Linked DNA regions of Zea mays: region 1 is linked to region 2. Evidence: chromatin contacts called from public Hi-C data. All regions are on one chromosome and are shown on one strand. The core of a region is the stretch at or near the end of the contact, and the rest is flanking DNA. Distances in the headings are between cores, read along the strand shown.

Region 1 (6,954 bases), core at 1,190-3,689, 520 kb before region 2:
CCTGTTTAATGTGTTAAGCTTTTCCAGTTCAATTGGAAAACTGCGAGAGGCCGTTGCAAGATTTATACCAGTATAAGCTTCTGCTTCGTGCAAGGACATTAAACATAACACAAGAATATAAATAAATGGTATGCAAAACAAGCATAAAGGAAAACATAAGAATTAATCACAAGTATAACTTGGCAGAGCAGAAGTAAACTTCCAAGCAGAATTAAATACAGCTAGCTGATTTAAGGTAAAAGTGAAAGTGGAGCCTCAGTTTTATAGGAGAATCAGATTATGTTCAAAAAAATAGATGATTCAGAAGAACTTTAACATAATAATGTACAGCTTAACGGATGAAATGATTTGAAGGAAACATAATGGAAGGGCAAACTAGCAAAACAAATTATTATGACTGTTGCTGTAATCCAAGCGCATTACAACATCATTATTTTTGTATCATATTATAGAGTTAAATGCATGAGCGGTCCTGAACTTGTCAATGGATGCCACTTAGGTCAACAAACTCTGAAAATGTATTTCTAGATCCTCAAACTTGTTAAGTGGCACACCACAGTGGTCGGTGTAGTCCACAATTGGACCTGTGATGCACCTTTTTTTTACAAGTTTAGGGATGTGTGGTACAACACCTAACAAGTTCAAGCAAGGATCTAGAAATACATTTTTAAAGTTTGTGGACCTAAGTGGCATTCCTTGCCAAGTTCAGAGGCCACCGAAGCATTTAATTCTATATTATATAGAACTGTGCTCTTAGGTGCATTGCTACCAGGGAAGATGCTATAGTTTTTGAAAATGAACAATGAAAACATAAATTTGTTGCCCTTTTTATCACTAGGCACTAGCCTTTATAAGGATGGGATGATAATTGATGGCATAATAGTAACATGTTTCTATAAAAATGAACACAAAAACAGAGGTTAAATATCTATGAAGTAGCAGTCGTACCTCTGATATCTTTTTGCCCAGCTTCTTTGAAAAGAAATGCTGCCTGGAGAATACAAATTCAGAATACAAAAATAATGAAACGAAAAAAAATGTGGTATCTCAGTAAGCAGATGACACAGTACCCGTATAACTTGCGCATGGGACCGGATCTTCCTCCTTATAATCTCTTTCTCTTCCTCCTTTTTAAGGTCAAGAGTATATCTAAAACGTCGTGAAGCATTAAGAACAAGAGCAGCTTGCTGAAATGAAGAGAATAACCATATTTGTCAGAACTCAACAGTAGAAGCTTGTGTCCATCCACTATACACAGACACAGCAAACTTCTGTATACCAAAGGCCAAACTTCAGCTTTACCATGAAAAAAATCTCACATAAGCAACTTTGAACTATTAATAAGTAATAATAAGTGAAACAACTAGTATCTCATTGCCATAAAATTGATGCCTGCTTCTTTTAATAATCTCCCCAGCATGTCAACGGGATAATCCAGCCAAGCTACAGACAGTATCCTCGTCTGCATAAGAGCATCAATGTTTGGAAAACTCTGTGGCTACATGAATTTGCGCAAAGTGGCAGGATCAGGCATTGTGTGTTGTGTCCGCAAACAGACCACGATCCACAATGCATTTGTAGGAATGTAGAAAGAAAACAAGCACAGTGCGCATGTCATTAGGAGAAAAGAGGCTGCTGAACCCCCGAATCAAAGCATCGGGACATTTCACTGGAGTATAACTCTTCAGTGAAATGCTCGTCACACATTCGCAATTCCCCTTCTCTCCGTGCGGCAGAACGCTTGGAGCCTCGAAAATGGAAACGACGCCTCCACAACCACACTCCGAACTCCACACCCCAGTCACGATCATACCGACAATGGCTGTATACTTATTTTATTCTCCGAGAACACTCAAACGGTTAGAGTACGGCATACGCACTAATGATTTCCAAATCGAGGTAAACCACACGGAGGACGCAACCCAGATCCCCGGGGCACGACAGGCCAACCGAAGATCCAAATCCGAAGGGAACAGAGACAGTCAGAGGAGGGAGACGATCGCGTACCCTCCACCGGCGCAACCGGTCGTGCGGAGCGTTCTTATGGGGTATGTCGAACGCGTCGTCGAAGACCACCTCCCCCGCCTCCGCCTCGGCGGGGTCCTCCGCCGCGGCCCGCTCGTCCGGCGAGCGGATCTCCGGCGGCGGCGGCGAACTCCCCTGCGCCATGCCCGATCAGACCACCCCGGCAGCAGCAGCCAGGGGCACCTTCGCAGGAGAGACGACACCGACCGACCGACCGACCGACGAGCGCCCGCGCGCGACCGACCCCTGCGCGCCACACAGACGTCACCACGAGATCGCTGGGGACGCCAGGTGGGGCCGGCGGGAACCCAGTCGCGGCTCACCTCGGCGTCGCGAAGGTTCTTCTCGGCGGGCCTGCTCACACACACACACACACACACAGTTGCCTCGCCCTCTCTCCCTCACCTCCCTGACTCTGAAAATCCTCCTGTATATCCAGCGAAGAATGGGGGAAAAAGCTTCGGGTTTCGTTTTGTTCTCTTCTTCCTCGGCTCGGCCCGCTTTTGCGGTCGGGAATGGGGACTTGTTCTCGAGGCGGTAGCGGCCATGAAGCTTCGTGGAAGCTTCTTGCGGCGCATCACGCTGCCACATGGGCCCGCGCATGGCCAGGACCGTGGGAGCTCGTCCAGACGTGGAGGTGGCCCACCGGTCAGTGATCCGTGTCCGGCGGGAAGTAACGATCGGAATCGGACGCTGCGGATTACTCGAGTCAAGCTTGGCGCGGCGGGTTTAGCTGACAGGTTTGAAATGGAGACGCAGCTCGATGGATTCATTCACAGACGGGACCCAAAAGGATAATGGGATACTGGAGCAGTGGAGCATGAGGATACAACTCGATCGATGCGAACCACAGACATGGCACTACTGTCATGTCCAAGTAGCACGTAGCAGGATTCATCTCCCGCGATATATCAAAAAGAAAGAACGAAAAAAGGAGTTGCATGCACCGGCAACAGTCACGTACTATGACATATCAATACGATGTATAGACGATCGGTCAGGCGACAAAAGGAATGCTGAAGAGGAAGCAGCAGCAGCAGCAGCATACGGTATTACGGTCATTACTGGGTCCAGCTTGCGATCCGTCCAGGATCCCGCTCCGGTCCGGTCCACGTCGCGTGCCACTCACTTCGCCGGAAACCCGGGCTCTTCGGTCACACACCACCGCACACATGCTCCTGCTCGTCTTCCCTCAGTACGGGTACAGCGCCCTGCCGCCCAATCATAGTACTCGCCCGCCTCCCTTTCTCACGGGTCACGGATTTACTTGCACGCCGGGGCACGAGAGCGAGAGCTCCGGCTCCGGCGGTGGGTGGCCGACAGCGACCACCGCCGGCTGCTCGCCGCCGCTGGCCAGCAAGGAAGCGTGGCGCGGCACGCCCGTTCCGGCGCATCTGTCATCCGCTGGGTTTCGTGTTCGCCGTGTTGATTGAGGCCCCCGCGACCGTCGCTGGGTCATGCATGCGATGCGATCGCACATCGCAGTCAGCACTCAGCAGTGTGTTTCCACGTGTTGTCCAGATTGGGTGAGCAGATACAGACAGACTGGACCGGATCTGGGGTCCACCCGTCCAGCTCAGCGCTCCAGGTCCAGGTCCAGGGGCTGGAGCTTTCCAAACAGTTTCCGTCCACGAGCTGGACCAGCATGCTTGCCAGCTCCCACGGATCAGGATCACGGTCACGGGGAAGAAATGAAGAATTCCCGGAAACAGCTCCAGGCAGGCACAGAATATAATAAACTGCGAGAGCAGACACCAGTCGACTCCACTTGCCATTTGCATGTGCAGCGACAAACGAACCCCCGCCCTATTTGCCAAGGTACGTACATGTACATCAATGCTGGGCTGACCAAAAAAACAAAACACTGATGGAAATCTTTCACCTTGTTTAATGGGGAGAAGTTGTAATGTACTTCCTGTGTTTCGTTTTACAAAACACTGAGAAGCTGACATCTCAGTGGTCGCGACACAAAAAGCCTGCCGGGGTTTCCTCCGCGGCGATTCTAGAAAGAGCAAGGTGTTTTTCTCTCGCGCTAAAAATGTTGACTACAAAGGTATCTGGATGCACAAGAACTGGAGGAAGTCTACAAGCTTCGGTAGTCCATGACAGTCACTTCGTCCTCCGGAGCATCGAGGTCTTGGTAGCTGCAAGCACGGTGAGGTCAAGAACTGGTGAGAGGGTGTACCAAACAGACGAAATGTTTGCATCGCTAGGTATCTGGAAAGACGTACGTCCTAGTCAAGCATTTGTTATAAACTGGCCATATTCCACACGATCATAATATGGTTGCAGAAGTACTAGAACATGGTTGAGACTTGAGAACGACTAGGACTGCAGATAGCAGTGTCGGTAGAGATGGCTGCACAGCCAAAGCTCCTGCGGCTGCTTGGGTTGTAAAGTGAGGCAACAGCTGCTGCTGAATGAATGCCGCAGCGGTTGCTGCAGCAATCAGAAGCGAACAGAGTCCCATAATCCAAAATTCCAACCATTCTTCAACTAGAACATTTTCCAGTGGCAGCAAGCAGGAGTTTTAATCAGCCGATCAGCTTAAATTTTACAGTCAAGTGTTCAAATTTGGTACTCAAACTCACAAGAAATGGCCAAAACAAAAACCAAGGACAGACCTACTACCAGAGTCTCCCACATGAGTGAGGTCCGGAGGCTCCCAATATACAAATCAAGGCAAAATGTAAAACAGAATGATATCAAACTTAAGTTGGCAACGGATAAACAGTTACGCATTGCTTTGTCTCACTGTCAAAGGCCTCGTCTCAGAATGTGGCAAATGAATTGTTTTATTCAAAGAGTGATGACTTCATGATCATGAGAAACGCAGTGCAAAGTGCAAAGAAACTTGAGATAGACAAGTAAATACTAACCTTCGTATTCTGCGAGGATCATGCATATGATGAGGGGAAGGAGCGCCAAAGATTGGGGATGGGCCACGCATTGAAGGACCACCACCCGTCCCTGCTTTCCTAGGATGTGGACCTCCGGTTGGCTCAATAGGTGGCGGCGCACCCTGATCTCTCAACATATGCATGGCAACTTCGGGTGGTGCGGGAATAAACGGTCCGAGCGGACTGCATGGAGATGAGCTGGATGAGTACATCGTTGATCATTCAAAATTTAAAATCAGCAAGCAGAAGTTGCAGGCTTACCCAGCACCAGGCACAGGCATTAGAACCGGGGGAGCAGGGATATCTGGAGGGAAGGCACCATGCATAGCTGGATCACCAAACGAATCATAAATAGGATCATCGGGATTTTCACCAGACCCATCACGTTTTGGTGAATCAACATTCCTGTCGAACCTATGATTCCCACGCTCATCCCTCAGCCGACTCTCTATTGGTGGCCTTTGTCTGCCTTTTCCCCTCTGAACATTGATCAGTACAAACAGTTAGACAATATAATTTGCAAGTAAACACAAACTTAGTAATGGGGCTTACTGGAGCAGGTTGCTGCATGATAGGTGTACCACCAGGCGCCTTTGGGTCACTGCATTCAAGATAAAAATTTCTCATAATCATCTTGCAATTTTTGAACCTGGCTAACTTAATAGTTCAAAGAATGGGTTTGCAGAAACATACTTCATATAGTTCTCAAAGTAAATATCCTCTCTCACTTTTGAAGTTAGATCAACCACCAAGTCTGCATGCTTCAGTTTAAGATGCTTCTGGACAAACTCAGCGGCATGGAAAAGTTTCGTGCAGCCCTTGGCTCCACATCCATATTTCCACCCATATTTCTCATCCCTTATTTTCCTCACATATGGATCCAAGACTTCAGTAGCAGCTCCATCAATCTTCTCCTTTCCTTTCAACATTTCTAATGGATCCTGACCTTGAATTCTGTCTTGCCAGAATGAATCAAGTTTATTCTCCCATTCAGCACCATTTGAGCTAGCCCCATTATATGTCCTTGCATCAGCTTTCACATGCCTTAGGCCTTTAGGTTCATTTGTCTCAGACATACCATAATAATCCACACCATGGATACGCCATAAATAAGTAACAAGAGTGTCCAGCAACTCAGCACCCTCAAGACCCTTCACAGTAGATGATCCTTGTATTATAACAATTGGCCCCACTGAACCATGTGACTTATCCCTGTCTGACTTTTCATGGTCACTACTTGAGAGAACGTTGTTTTCAATACCCTTCTCAGAATCAAGTTTACGAATGAGAACTTGAGCTTGCTCAATGTCAATTCGAATTCGACGAACCTCGGAACTAACTGGGTGAGCCTTGGAAGCAGCATAATATGAATCATCAGAACCCTTTCCATGTTTTCCCTTTTTACCATCCCCTTCCACAGCATCTAGATTTTTACTGCTATTATTTCCTGATTTGCTCACTGCCGAACCCGTCAAACCTGGACCGCTATGCAGTACAAAAAAGTGTAATAATTAATACACACTCTTAATGAATGCATGTGTGTGCGCGTGTTATTGGGTGACCTGTGTGTGAGTGAGAGAGTCATCATGAGTGCAGGTGTGTGTGTCCTTGTGCGCCGTGCGTGCGCATGGTGTGTGTAAGAGAGAGAGCATCTCACATGTCCAGATCTCCACTTTGCAATTTTAGGAAGAAATCATTTGCAGTAGTTCTTGCCAGTTCATTCCTTCTGTTTGAATAAAGGGTAGTGATAGCTAAGATGGCAGGAACGTTAAAGAAAATGCATTGAAAAAATGCCAGTACATCATGAAGACGACAGAAATAGACTAAGAAAGTAGCAAACCTTTCAATGACATTTTCAAGGTTTGTAGGATGGTACTTATTTCTTAACCTACAAGAAAAAGATGCAAAATTAAAAAGTTATTGAAGAAAATAGGAAGATATATCAAAGGATGATACTTATTTCTTAACCTACAAGAAAAGATGCAAAATTAATAAGTTGTTGAAAAAATAAGAAGATATTAGATATATC
Region 2 (7,545 bases), core at 720-3,219:
CAATGGAAGGCAGATGGCATATACACTTACAGTAGCACATGAAACTAAAAAGAAGTCGACCACCAGTTTTTTTTAAAAGAGGACACTCAACTATTCCAAGGACGGATTATGCACTTACTGTATTAAGCTTTTCATTCAGTACTTCCACCTTCTTCTCTGCATCGTTGGCCCTATACTCTAGTGCTGCTTTCTGGCTGCTTTGTGCTTCAATATCCTTTTTGATCTTGTCAACCTAAGCAGGAGAAAAATAAAATGAGAAATCACAAACATAGCTAGCACATTCCAAACACATTGCTAGCATGGTTACCTGCTTCTCAAGCTCAACAACCTTGGCATTGGCCTTGTTAGCCTGCTCCTCGGCAGCTACAGACCCTTTTGCCTGTACATGGATTAGCTGTTGTGTTTTAAGGCTAGCTGTTGTGTTTTAAATTGCATACCTGGAGGGAAGCAATCTCGTCCAGCATAGAGGTAATAGCCTTTGACTTCTCTTCAATGGCTTTCTCCAGGTTCATGATGGCATCATCCTTATTCTTCAGTTCTTGAGATCGCTCTTCTATGTCTGACTCTGTGGCATGAAAACAAACATAATGATGGCTCCCGAGGGATCTCGAAATTGGAATTAACTTGGTAGGCAGATATAGAATGACAAAGTGGCAAAGTAAAGCTTATGACAGAAATGAGATCATGATGAGAAGATATTATTTCCATGTCGTGGTACAGTTTGAGTTTATACTCTTCAGTAGTACAGGCATCTTCACAGCACTACGAATTTACTGTTTTGCTGCAATTAATATAGATAAGACTTTCCCAGGCTATTCAATTCAATAAAGATTACGAGCCAGTATGGTCTGTGTGAAGGGTAGTTGGTTGGAATTTTCAGTACACATCAATGAAGCAGGCCCTAAAAATTATGGCAGTGGTTCACCATCCATGGCAGAAGCACAAGAGCTGCAATTACACAATGGCCCACTGTATAAATGTACAGTGGTAGTAAGAGCAAGTATAATAGATGATTGTAAGCCGGCTAAATACTGACATGGAAGAGAGAGGAGGATAGAGTGTAGAAGTGGGCTACAAACTACCAGCCAGCTTTATAAAGGGAACCAAGAAATTTGAGAATTGAGAGACAAATGGACCATATATTAGTTGTAAAGGGCCAACCTTTATATATCGGCTACAAGATAAGCTGCAAAGATCCTTATAGTTGTAGCGGACAGTTAGCTATATTATTAAACCTGCTCTAAATGGGACCTTACGTGTAATTAGAGTAAAAACGGCAATCAGGAAACAAAGCTACTAGTAGTGGTGGGTGTGGTACGGTGTAAACAAACAACAGAGGACGCTGCTGTATTTTTCCCTAAGAAGGAGCAGTCCCCCCCCCCCCCCCCCCCCCCCCAAAAAAAAAAAAAACGAGTGAGTTATCCAATTCTGTTTCATCCCACGGTCGAAATCGGCAAGAGGGAACCAGATAAAATTCCGCAGCATCCCGAGCAAGTCGATGAATCGAGCACCGTCGCGCACGCACCGTCGCCATCCAGAAGCAAGCAGACGCTAAACCCCCACCAACCACCGCGAAGTCGCAGTCCTAAAGTCCGGAGCTCGCCGGGGCGGCGTCAATCCAGTGAAACAAAACACGAATTAACCTAGCCGCGCGGCACAGACTCGACGATCCCACCACCAACCCGTCCCAAGCCAAAACATCCCGAGTGTAAAAATTCAAGCGCGCCCCGTGGATTCAAGCCTTGGGCACTGACCTAGCGCCGAGATCTTCGCCCGGAGTTGCCCCAGCTCGGCCCTGAGCGCCGCGGTCTCCACCTCCCCGAGCGCCGCCTCCACCGCGCCGGCCACCGCGTCCGCCGCCAGCAGGGGCTCCTGCTCCTCGGCGGTCGCACCGGCGACGGCGATCAGCAGCGCCACCGCCATCGCCATCACAAGGGGCCTCGAGATCCCCATCCCCGCGAGCCCCTCGCCGACCACCACCTCCTCCTCGGCGAGGCTAATCCAATCCTTGGTTCCAACGACGCGCAGCACGCGGGGGGTGGGGGGTGGGGCGTGGGGGTTGGCGAACTTGTGCGCGCCCGCGCTCGTGTTTGTCGTTCGGAGACTCGCGCTCGGGCGCAGATCTTTTTTTCTACGACGCCGCGCTGGGGCGGAGGCACGTGGTCACGGGGCGGGGACGCACGTGGCGGAAAGCTATTGGGTACGCGTACGGGCATAGATTCACTGTGCCGTGGACCCGTGGGCGCCTCGAGCCCTCGACGCTGTCAGTGTCAGGTGGCGTGCCGTTATCGGCGACGACATTGAGGTGATTGTTTTCGTGGCAGTGACGATCGGGGACGGTGTCCTGGGCGGTCGATCCATCGGTTCCATGTATTCCGTGGAGAAAAGTACGATTATAAATTATACTTCCTTCGTTTCGATTTATATCAATTTATAGTTTGATTGACTCCTTTACCCTAAATTTAGCCGACTCATCCTATTCAAAACATTTTTTAATTAATATTATTTTTTACTATGATATCATTTAGATATAATATAATTTAAATATAGCTTTAAATTTTTATTTTTCGAAAAATAAATAAAACAGTAAAACGAGTCAATCAAACTTGATATAAAAAATCAAACGAATTATAATTTGGGACGAATGAAATATAAGACTGGTACAAGGATGATTAAATTAAAATTATTTCAAAAATTCAATAACTTGTTGAATCGCTCCACCATGGATAACATAAAAGGGGCCTTTAAAAAGATGATAAAGCAATTAAAATATCTCTACTACTTATTAAGGCGGTAAGGGTACCCTGTCGTTCTGCCTTTTTTCATTTCCTGTTTTGCCCCCATCCCTGTCCGGCAGTAAAAAATGAAATCTGTAAGAATTATAAATCGAACTCAAGACCTGCTACTAGATTAGAGACACAATATCCACCACACCACGTCTTATTTTGTTGTTATAGTAGAAGATATGAGAGTTATTAAAAGTAAGGTATGGCTGATGCCACACTAAGCCATAATGGCTCCTCCGTCGTTGCTGTCCGGCAAACCATCACATTCTGTGACGCGGGACGTCGACCAACTCCTGACTTGGGGCACTCCGGTCCCATGTGACAAAATCCCCCAATCCTATCGTGCAAGCCATCACACACTCCGGACGTTGGGCCCACATTGCAGACTACAGGCGCCCACGTGACAGTCACCCTTAGTTTTGCACACACCGGACCCACGTCTGCTCGTGCAAAAAGTTGCCTCAATTTGACACCGACAGGAGCATTTGACCACGATTGCTTTCTCTGAAGAAGGAAGGCTTATAAGCCGGTAGAAGCTATGTTGGCGGGCCAGTATGGTCATAAAAATGTGTAAGCCGTGACGACGACATAGGTCGTGTGGGCTGTGTTTCTTTGGTGCGGTCCAACGCTTCTTACCCTGACCCAACTTGGCTTTAGGGTCAGTCTCCTTTGCTTTCTCTGCCCAGCGAGCCCTCGCCCTCTAGCTCTTCCTGCTAGCGCCGTCTCCGTCCCGTGCTCTCCTGTTCATCATCGATCTTAGCCATCTCAGGAGCACCCGCTCACTCCCAGACGCCCGCGCAAAGGAATCCCCCACGATCTCCCTCCAAACTACCCACTCCCTCCACGATCTCCCCCTCTAGCTCATGATCCCTCCGCCCGCCCCCACCCCCGCCTGCCACGCCCACGGGCGCAACAAGCCAACAACCCACACTCGGCCTCGCTACCTCGATCTGTCGCCATAAATCCGCTACCTCCTCCTCGAGTCCTGCTTGATCGCCCCATGCTCGACCGGTCGATCGGACGGAAGGGCAACCCTGACCGTGACCACAGCGCGATGTGCGACGAGTGAGGGCGGTGGCGGGGGTTGCGACCAACGACGGAGAGCCACACAAAGAAGCTCGTCGGCGATGTTTTCCTCAAGGTTCGCTTGCTCATTCCTTCCTTGTGCTATTGGCGTGTGATCCTAGCTAGTGCTCTCTTGATTTCATCCTTATCCACGTGAATCCTGGATCACACTGCATGCAGATCGGATTACTAGAAGGCCAGACCAGCTGCTCGCATTCACTGGTGCATGGTGTGGGAGCTGAGAGCTTCGTTCCTATGGCCGGGCCCCACCTCTCTTGGGCCCTTATGCAGATACGCAGAAGTAGTGTCCCCTAATTTGTTTGTCATGTCCCCTAATTTGTTTGTCAGAGCTACTTGAGGATGTCAATGAGGTATGGCTCCGCTGGTTCATCAGTATTCAGTAATTACAAGGCATTATGAGTTAGCATGCTCCCTCCTGCTAAGCTAGCTAAATGTGGTTATCAGGTCTCAATAAGTATCCATTTTTAAAAGTATAAATTGTTATAGCCATACATACAAGTCTTTATTTTGGAAATAACCAAAGGTTATGAACCTGCATTGTGCTAACTCGTCAATCATTCCAAAAATGCGATTCTTTTTTTCATTCAGAGTTCGGTTGGACAAATTAAGATGGATTGAGATCTTAGTTGTTAAGGTAGAAGCAAAAGCACCACCACTGAATCCTGTACTTTAAACGGTGATAACAGCAGTTGCGGTCTTCGATATCTTAGTGTGTTACTTGGTGATAGCAGTAGCTGCGATCTCCAATATTCTAGGGCATGTTTGCCTCCCTCTTCTAAACTTAGAGATCTAAAAGCTTTAGAATGTTTTAGCTTTCTTTTGATGTCCAAATCTCTAATGTAAGGTGGGCTAAAGGTTAAAGCCAACTTTAGACCACCTGATGCATATAAGGAAGAAGGGTCCACATGCACCATTCTCTGTGGCATAGCAAATCGAGCTCGATGTCCTTGAAGATTGATCGAGATAATATTAGTCAGTACTGAATTTAATTTTAATGACAAGTTTGTAATGGGTAGGATAATAAGGGATATGTTACAGGTTGTTGGTTTCTTGGATGAATATGCTGCTGCATAGGGTTAGGCCTGAAAGGAGAAACAGAACATGTCGGCGTTTCGACCCCGGGGGTCCCTGGACCGACGAGTAAAATTGTCGCTGCGTGTCCCATCCCAGATGGGTTGGCGCGAGATGGAACACAAGGGGGGGAAACGTGGCTCGTGTTATCCTGCGCCAAGGGGATGCGCTCGCAGTAGGGGTTACAAGCGCTCGCGAGGGAGAGAGAGAGAGAGCGAGCCTGTTCGTCAGCCCGTCCTCCCGCGCGACCACCCTCCTCCCCTCCCTCGCATGAGGGCCCTGGACTTTCCTTTTATAGATGTAAGGAGAGGGTCCAGGTGTACAATGGGGGTGTAGCTATGCGCTAACATGTCCGATAGAGAGGTGCCAGAGCCCTGTGTGCACGCCAACGTGGCTGTCGGAGAGGTGCTAGAGCCCTGTGTACGTGGTGTCGTGGCCGTCGGAGGAGCGCTTGAGCCCTGTAGAAGCACAGCTGTCGGGGTTGTTGGGACCTTGCTGACGTCTCCTTGCTTCCGTAGGGGGCTGAGAACCACCGTCGTCATGGACGCACGCGGGGAGCCATCATTACTTGTTACCGGGGCGAGCCTGGATGGGACGCTGGTCTTGTTCCCCCGTAGCCTGAGTCAGCTAGGGGTAGGGTAATGATGTACCCCCCCCCCCCCCCCCCCCCGTGGTGTGGTCGATCCGAGCCTAAGGTCGGGCGAGGCGGAGACTCCTCCTAAGGCCGGGGTCGGGCGAGGACGCGATTCCTACCGAGGTCGAGGTTGAGTCCGAGCCCTGGGGTCGGGCGAGGCGGAGACCACCTTCCGAGGCCGAGGTTGAGGCCGAGCCCTGGGGTCAGGCGAGGTGGAGACCTCCTTCTGAAGCCGAGGCCCAAGGTCGGGCGAGGCGGAGCTTCCTGTTGCGCCTGAGGCTGAACTTAGCCGTTGTTAGCCTCACCCTGGTGGGTGGCACAACAATCGGAGAGGGGCGAGCGGCGCTGTTTTCCTGTCAGGTCGGTCAGTGGAAGGGCGAAAGTGACTGCGGTCACTTCGACCTTGCTGACTGAGGCACGTGTGTCAGGACAAGGTGTCAGGCGATCCTCGCATTGAATGCGCCTGCGATACGGTCGGTTGGTGAGGCGATCTGGCCAAGGTTGCTTCACTGCGAAGCTTGCCCGAGCTGGGCCTCGGGGCGAGTCGAGGGTGCGCCCGTTGCTTGAGGAGGCCCTCGGGCGAGGCGTGAATTCGTCTGGGACTTCTGTTTCCACCCGAGGCTGGGCTCGGGCGAGGCGAGATCGCGTCCCTTGAGTAGACGAAGCCTTAACCTGAATCGTGCCCATCAGTCTCTGCAGCTTGCGCTGATGGTGGTTACCAGCCGTGTTTAGGAGTGTTGGGGGTACCCCTAATTACGGTACCCGACAGTAGCCCTCGAGCCTCAAAGGGAGTGTTGGTACTCGCTTGGAGGCTTTGTCGCACTTTTTGGCAAGGGGACCGGCCTTTCTCGGTTACACTTTGTTCTGGTGGGTGTGCGCGAGCGCACCCGCTGGGTGTAGCCCCCGAGGCCTCGGAGGAGTGGTTTGACTCCTCTGAGGTCTTAATGCCTTTCGTGATGCCTCGGCCGGTCTGGTTGTTCCCTTATGCGACCTGATTGTAGCCCAGGTGCATGGTCAGGTTCCGAGTTTTTAGGCTGGTGTGTTGACGCTGTCAACGGTTTTGGCCGTAGCCGGGTTTGCGAGAGCAACCCCCGAGCCTCTGCACGGAGCGAGAGGGCGATCAAGGACTGTCCCGACTTTTATCATATGCCCCTTCGTCGCCTTTCGCAAGGAGGAAGGGGGGAAAGCGCCATGTTGCCCTCGGAGGGCACCGAACATGGTGTCTCCAGTGAGTTGCTAACGGGTGATCCGAGTGGACGCCCGTGCCCCATTCGATAGGGGTCGGCTAGTGGCCCAGAGGCGCGCTCGAAAAGTACCTGCAGGTGATTTGCCGGTCCCGGTCCCATTCGATAGGGTCCGAGGGCTCGATGCCTCCCTCTGATGGGATCCCGTTACAAAATTGCTCCTGCTGGTCTCAGAAATGTCTTAGGGTACCTCGGGAGCGTAGCCCGAGCCTCGGCCATGTATCAGACGTAACCAGAGTCATCCCTCGCTCTGCGTGCTCTGGGGCGGCTGTCGAACCCTTCCGAGGGGCCAGCCTTCGAACCCCTGATCAGTAGTGGGCGTGGAGTCCGAGTGCTCTGAGGCGGCTGTCGAACCCTTCCGAGGGGGCAGCCTTCGAACCTCTGATCAGTAATGAGCCTGAAGCCCGAGTGCTCTGGGGCGGCTGTCGAACCCTTCCGAGGGGCCAGCCTTCGAACCCCTGATCAGTAGGAGGGCTCGGGGCCCGTTTCCTTCACGGAGGAGGATCCCTTTCGAAATATCCCCTTTCCCGGTCCCTGTAGCAAGAGAGAGAAAGGGGAAGAGGAAAAGGATATGAATTTAAACGGTGTGGCGCACCTTTTTTGACGCGGTCATCATGGCGGAGGTGAAATGACGTCTGTTTCGCCTGCCAAAGGTGGCGCTTGCCCTACCGCGGAGTTAATGCGACGGGACGGGTGGTTCGCGGGGCGGCCGCGTGCGCGAGCC

Evidence for each region. Hi-C and Micro-C count contacts between places; a contact is called where the count stands out from the background.
Region 1: a contact with region 2 is called in a Hi-C map of leaf, with 6 times the contacts expected there. The contact joins the promoter of LOC100383276 here to the promoter of LOC100273319 in region 2. A contact is called at or near these places in 2 of 25 Hi-C or Micro-C datasets (leaf and leaf mesophyll).

The regions. Positions count from the first base shown.
Region 1 is chr1:195,749,181-195,756,134 of Zm-B73-REFERENCE-NAM-5.0, reverse strand. It overlaps LOC100383276, which reads right to left and starts at 2,439. Exons shown (of 34, transcript NM_001367907.1): 1 at 2,008-2,439; 2 at 1,071-1,187; 3 at 949-991; 4 at 1-80. The coding sequence starts at 2,169. It overlaps LOC732796 (serrate RNA effector molecule), which reads right to left. Exons shown (of 12, transcript NM_001308505.1): 6 at 6,766-6,813; 7 at 6,583-6,651; 8 at 5,619-6,410; 9 at 5,478-5,526; 10 at 5,187-5,404; 11 at 4,905-5,108; 12 at 3,808-4,169. The coding sequence ends at 4,109.
Region 2 is chr1:195,230,279-195,237,823 of Zm-B73-REFERENCE-NAM-5.0, reverse strand. LOC100273319 (myosin heavy chain-related) reads right to left here and starts at 1,969. Exons shown (of 14, transcript NM_001147760.1): 1 at 1,755-1,969; 2 at 438-565; 3 at 308-379; 4 at 119-232. The coding sequence starts at 1,953.